Linked DNA regions of Gossypium hirsutum: region 2 is linked to region 1. The links are chromatin contacts, called in public Hi-C maps. All regions are on one chromosome and are shown on one strand. Each heading gives the region's core, a stretch centred on a gene start, on an enhancer-like site or on the middle of the called end of the contact. The rest is flanking DNA. Distances are from core to core; before and after follow the strand shown.

Region 1 (3,489 bases), core at 360-2,859:
AAATTGGCAGATAGGAATTTCCATAAAAAAAAATATGGGCGTGGGACAATGGACCTTTTAACAAATAAAAGAAAGGCTCACCCCTTTAATGGAAGGAAACAAAAAGGCAAGTGCTTGGCTTTGATAAAGATAGTTGTCTAATGCCTACAATGCATATGTAATATTGTCAATGTGAGTTAACAGTACATTATAAAGTTTCCCCTGAGTTTGTACCGTCCATGAAAATAGCACGTCAATTGGACTTCAACTGTCTGCCTATGTATGAAACCTCAATTCTATCACATCACATTACCCACTTTTGCTTCGGTCTCTTTGGATTCAAAATTAAATTAGCTTCTATTTCACACACCCATACATGTACACATTTTTGAAGATGAGTTTATTTTATTATACAAAATTAAATAATTTTATATTTTTAGATTAACTACGTTTAGTAAAGAGTGAGAGAGTCTGCTGAAATAAAAATTTTACCAAAGTTTTCAATATATATAATTCTTTATTTACGGTGTTTGTGATTTATTTGAAGTTTTTAAAGCGAAAAGATTCTAACATTTTCAAATATTTATAATATTTTAATAACTGTAAATGAATATGTGTAATTAATCAAAAGATAATCATTGGTCAAAAGTTATATTATTTGATTTTCGAAAAATAATTATAACTGTTCAAGCAATATTGCTTGAATAGTTATAAAATTAAATGAATAATTATTATTTTTATTTAATCAATAAAGACACTTATTCAAAGATGTCTTTACGAAGAGACATGAAAATTCCAATAAATAGGAATGAAATTTCATTTGGAGATCACACCTACAAGTTCCAAAAGTTCTTCCTATCCTTACTCATTTATAATATTATTAGATTGTTCTATAAAGAGTTACTTTATAAATTCTTTGTAGAAATTAAGTTCCTTGTTATACATTGCTTAGTCCTTAGTGGAGTATTCTCGTCAGTACAAAACGCATATAGTCATTGGCTTCATTGTATTCTCGAGGTTAATTTGCTTGAAATTCATTTGCACACTGAAGATAGGTGGGAGCAAATATAACCTTAAAGATAGTGGCTTGCTACATGCTTTGGAGCTTTATCCTATTTCTTCTTTTTCTGTTTAAGTTTCGTTTGGATGTTCGAGATTTTTTTCACCGAAGTTTTTGTACTAACATATTTTATATCAATCAAGTGCTATGGTTAGAGGTTAAATGTTTATCATTTTATTGCTTCCCTATATGATTTATGATCTTGGGACTATTGTTGAAAAAGTTGGCGTTAGATTTTCGACTTTTATATATTTATGCTGTTTTCGAATTCATGATTATTTATTTATTCAGATAATCATTTTAACAAAATTATAATTTGATATAATTTTAATAATTTCATAAAACTAATTTAAACTTCTTTTTCTATTTTCTTTTTATTGGTGGAGTTGGGTTTGAATTTAAATATATTGCTTTTAATTATAGGACGTTGGCATTGAAACTCGAAAACTCTAACATCATGATTCAGAGGCTTCTCAAATGGTTGGTAGTTGAATACTGGGGTGAGGCTGTGGTTTAAAAGAAGGGTTGAGGCCTGAATGACGCAGTCCAGGCCTACATAGAGTTAGAAATTTGGACAATATAATAAATGGCTGCCACCCAAATCCAAGAATGTTGTTCTGTATATACCCTTAGGCCCATTCTGTTACTCTTCATCTTGCATTCAACATTGTATTAGACATCTGTGTCTTAATGCATTTCTTTTATATAATTTTAGTATCATTTTTATTTTCTAATGTATATTTTCAATCATGTGGCTGCTTTATTAAAAAAATATTTTTTTTCTTAAAAGCATCTAAAATTATTAAAGGTAACTTTTGCGAAACTTGAATGTTTTTCAAATAAACTATTTAAAAATGTAATATCCATGCTAAAAATGCATAATATGAGGAGCTTCTATACAAATTTATCTTCATTTGATCCCCTATGTTTTCCATAAGAGTAAAAGATCATAAACAAAGGTAAAAGAGGAAAGCATGCGTATAATTATTAAACCAATGATAAGTAGAATAGAAAAGTTGATGGGGATGTATATATTGAGTGAGAAACATACATACAACAATAACAATGAGATAGAATCATAGAAAGAGACCATTGTTACACACATGAATCAACTGAATTAAGGCACACACAAAACAATATAATCAATGTTTATTTATCTTACCTTTTTAGTTTGGTACATATATAGGATAGAATCTCCACCTTGTTCATGTCAAATTTGAATCACTTGAAGAAAGACTCACTTCTATCCTTGCTGCTCAAGGTGCTCTTGATCTTCCTTTTAGTCTGCTTTATGTAATCCGAGAATTGATGATCCTTTCGACCACTACCATGTCCATGTCCATGTCCACCCACTTTCTGGGAAATCTCACCGTTGTCCGGCTCCGGTGACGTGATCTTCCGCCTTGTTTCATGGATAAATTTAGCAAATATATCATCGTGGTTTTGGACTTGGCTTTTCCCATTACCCTTTGCTACACTAGGCTTCAACTTACTTCCTCCCAGTTGATGAGCATTACCAGCTGAAACAACTGGTTTTGGTTTCTCGGTTGGTGGGGCGGTGGTATAGTCGAACTTGATGGGAACTTCCGATCCTTGTTTACTCGAAGGTTTGGGTGGCTGTGGTGAATTTCGAGCTGTTGAAGATGGTGTTTGTTGGCGGTTGGAGATGCGACGAATTGTAGTGAAAGCAGGACCCAAAGTGATTGACCTAAAGATCTTCTCAAACACAACTTTGGGGCAACTGCTTTGATTCTTTTCCATTGATATGATAAGAAATGGACAATTCTTTTTACTAGGGTTTTTTTGGTGATGGAATGGCAAGAGATGCTTGTTTAAGATAGCTGAGCAAACACACCAGTTTTATACTTAGCCGAAAGCTTAATAAATCCACTTAGGAAAGTGGGAAAGAATTATCATATTACTTTAAAACCAGGTAGCGTATAATATTATATCAATTACCGTGTATCATGTGCAAAACAAAGCTAGGCTTAATGTGCTAAAATTGAAAAATTTAGACGGCAAGTTTAGGTTATGATTCTTAATTAATAATGCCTCATGTTAAAAAGGGATCACTTTTGTCATATTTTTCAAACTGATGCCATAGATCAAGATTCCAGGATCAAATTCCCTTCTTTTTCCCTATCCCCATAAACCAGAATCTAAACCAAAAAAGCACAGCTTACAAAGTGCAAATCATTTCTCTCTCTCTCTCTTTTTTTTTTTTGACAAACCAATACATTCATAGCTGTTCTTCATGATGAAAGGGAGAAAAAAGGAAGCAAAAGTTTGATGACTTTGGTGGTGATGAGAAATATAAAGGGTATCAGATTCAGTATCTGGGTTTTGAAAATTATGAACTTGTGAAAAAAAAAGCAGTAAAAAAATTTTGTCCTTTGAAAAAGGTGAATATGCCAAGTTGATGAATGGACATGGAAACTTCCTTAAATGTT
Region 2 (3,489 bases), core at 533-3,032, 140 kb before region 1:
TCCCAAAATCCTCAGGTTCCAAATCAATAATTGATTGAATCAAACTCCTTTGACCAAGAAGCTTCGGCTTTAGATCAATTCCTATAATTTCAGGATATTGTGCTACTATAGATGGAAGAGATGCTTTTCTGACATTGAACTCTAGAAGGGATGCAAGATTTGGTTTGACCCTCTCCTCCAATCCAAACCCAAGGATGTGAGGTCGCTTCTCTATCAATCTAGCTATAGCTAACCTAGGAATACCCAAACCTTCAAGATACTCCACAAATGGCTTTATCACACGGCCCACTCGCATCCCAAGAATCTCAGGGTATTTGGTTAAGACCCCTCCAACTTCCCTTCTTGACACTCCAATGCCGACTAAATAAGCCACTGATGTGCTCATTGTCCCCTCAAGCTTGAATCCCAGTACTTCTGGATATTTCTCAAGGACCCGAGGAATATCATTAGGCTTAATATCCAACCCTTGAAGATACTTTACAACTGGGGCAAGGTCAACCACAACACTTGCATGGAGAACTTGTGGATATCTTCTCAAAAACTCAGTGAAAGTGGATTTTCTAACACCCAATTTCCCCAAATAATCAAGCACGGGAATCATGTTCTTTTTCACACTACAACCGAGGACCAGTGGATAATTGTCGATGTCTTCAATAGTAAGCCCCAAATTATGAAGAAAATCAATCCGTTCCTGCATAACCTCAACAGTTACAGGAAGTTCTAACCCATCTAGCTCATCAGGAATAATACCAAGTACCCTCAAAAACTCATAAACCTTAGCGCGATTTGCTATCCTCTCTTTCTTCATGTTCGACAAACTAGGACGACTATACAAGGATGAGGGTTTGACTTGTTTCCGGCTCAAATGAACAGTATTTGACTTCGATGAAGATGAACTCACAGATGTAGAAGCACCAGTTCTACCAGCAACATTGCAATGAAACCTAGTAACCGATCCAGAAGTCCTCTCATAGTTACTTGGGAATCTAAGGGTTGATGTCCATGTTAACTTGGTTTTATGGAAGGTAAGTGCGGGTAACTCAGAATGTACAAGCAGAAGACTTGGTTTTGTAATGCCAACACAGCTTCTGATCTTCATAATCTCACAGTTCTCAGGATATTAAATATTCTACAAAAAAACCGCAGACCAAATGAATTAAAGGTTGTAAGAAGCAATCATTTCCGGAAAAGGTCTTTTAGATGTTTAGAAGAAAATGACCTTATATAATGAGAACTCTATAAAGGAAGCATTTTTACTAGAAAAAAATTAAACAAAATCTGTACTTTCAGAGCTAGAATAAGGTGATGCTCAGAAGCTAAAACGCTAAAATGGCAATTAGGCGCATTTCAGTACCCAGACTCCAATATCAAAGATAAAGGTAAAGTAGACCCAAGGAGAAGAAGTAGAAGCTAAAGAAGATACTTTTCTCGAATTAAGGATTCTGAAAATTAGATAATCACCCAAATTTCACAATTCATTAATTCTCTTACTGCAATATCAATTTGTTTTCCCACTTTCAGTAAAGATCTTACTCCAATATCCGAAGAATTAACAAACAGTGAAACAAAAATTACCAGGAAAGGAAGAGTAACCGACTCAGAGCTTTAGAAGGAGACGAGAGTTGTCGGTTTCCGGTGGCCGAAGAAGGGAGGAACGGTGTGGCTGCAGCCAAAGTAAGGCCCTGGGTTGCGAACTTGGAAGCAAGGCAGGTGCTACTAGTAGATTTTTTCCTCTAACATTTATCTATTTGCCTTTATCTACGTTGTGGGTTTCTTTCTAAAATTTTTGGACTAGGCTTTTATTTCTCTGAAAATCTATTTTGGATTTATTGTAGGCCTTTTTGGTCTGATTACTTCAATCTGCATTGAACTGGGTTTTCATCGTGATTTTTAGGCTTTTTCACGTGAATATTATTAAAAAAAAATTAATACCAAATCAGTATGTCAATATGATTAAATATCAAAATGGTATATTTGGAGCGGTGCCTTTCTTATAGGCAGCACTATCATTTTTTTAATAAAATTTATCTTTTATTTTTTTTAAAATATTATTTTATTAGTATTACCATTTACATAAGCGGCCAACTTGTAGAAAATTTTTGAATTTAGTATGCGCCCGTGTACAAATATAAAATTAGTACAAGGAGATAATGTCTATCTGATAGGCAGCACCAGTGGTCTAATTTTTAGGGCCCTATTTAATGGTCCCAGTAAAGAAGAGAATGAGGATTAAAAATAAAATAGCAGAAGAGAAGGAAGGATAAAGTATTTTTATTTTTATTTTTTAAATAGAATAGATTATGATGAGGATAAATTATTTTGTTAGTATTGTGTAGTTTGTTTATGGTTATTTTTATGTTTTTAATTTATTTTAAAATTATTTTATTAGTTACTATTATAAATTATTTGTTTAGTTTAATGTTTATTGTGATTTGTTAGGTTATGAATGTAAATTTTTATTAATTTTGTTAGTAAGTTTTGTGATTAGGTTAATTGCTTGTTTAGAGTTTATTATGATTTGTTAGGTTATGAATGTAATTTTTATTTTTTTAATTTATTTGAAAGTTATTTTGTTAGTAACTATTATAAATTAATTATTAGTTAGTGATGACACCAAAGGAAAATAGATAAAAACTAAAAATCAAGAAAAAAATTATTTTTTGTCACAGATATTGGTAGAAATGGTAATAAATATGATATTATCTGATGAGATAACAACTTTAGCACAAAGAGAGAAAGTTGATAAGATGATGAGAGAATTGCAAGATTACAGAATGAACCCAAAAGAAGACATCGTTTAACACCTTATTACCGTAAATCAAAAGATGCAAGAAGTGTTACGTAAGGGTCATGAACTGATTAGAAAGAATAAAGTGCAATATTTGACCCTTAGAGAGGCATTAATAGAACGAGAGCATCAAATTATTTTAGACCAACTTTGGAAGACATTGGTACCACGAACCTATTGGAATATAGTTATACACTTCGTGAAGTTTATAATCTTTTATGTAGCAAGGAAAATAGTAAGATAAAATTTAGGTTCGCGAAAATTGACTAGGAAGCAAAATGTTTTTGACATGTCATGGATGGATAAATTAGTTGTTAGGAAATTATCAAGAGAATTTATAAATTCAATACCCGTTATAAAGTTGAAGAGGAAGAAGATCTTGAGGAATTTCCAAATTGGACTGTAGAAGATGAATTTGAAGAGAATTCAGAATTTAATATAAAAGAATTTCCCAGAAGAAGATACAGAATCGAAGATGGAAGAAAACGTAGAAATGAGTTTAAGTGGTTAAATGTTAGAGAGTAGAGAATTTGAAAAAAAAAGAGTAATTATGGTTGTACATGTACGAAATGAGAACTGAAAAAGTCTAAGCTTATGAATGAAAAATTTTGCATATTGTTATAATTTTATTCTTTTTTTATTCATTAAATTTTTTGTAACACCCCTTACCCATATCCGACGCTGGGATAGGGTTCGAGGCG

The links. A called contact is a pair of places that touch in the nucleus more often than the background predicts.
Region 2: a Hi-C map of leaf shows a contact between it and region 1, with 3 times the contacts expected there. The contact joins the promoter of LOC107949027 here to the enhancer-like site in region 1. A contact is called at or near these places in 3 of 34 Hi-C or Micro-C datasets (fibers and leaf).

The regions. Positions count from the first base shown.
Region 1 is chrA08:13,546,886-13,550,374 of Gossypium_hirsutum_v2.1, reverse strand. No RefSeq gene overlaps it. Among protein-coding and RNA genes, the nearest start is that of LOC107949048, 24 kb to the left of the region's middle. Within about 2 kb of position 1,609, at least 2 of the 9 cell types and tissues checked have an H3K27ac peak or open chromatin away from gene starts, as enhancers often do. A contact at or near this core is called in leaf, where this site is marked.
Region 2 is chrA08:13,682,800-13,686,288 of Gossypium_hirsutum_v2.1, reverse strand. LOC107949027 (transcription termination factor MTERF4, chloroplastic) reads right to left here and starts at 1,782. Exons shown (of 3, transcript XR_001697618.2): 1 at 1,576-1,782; 2 at 1-1,129.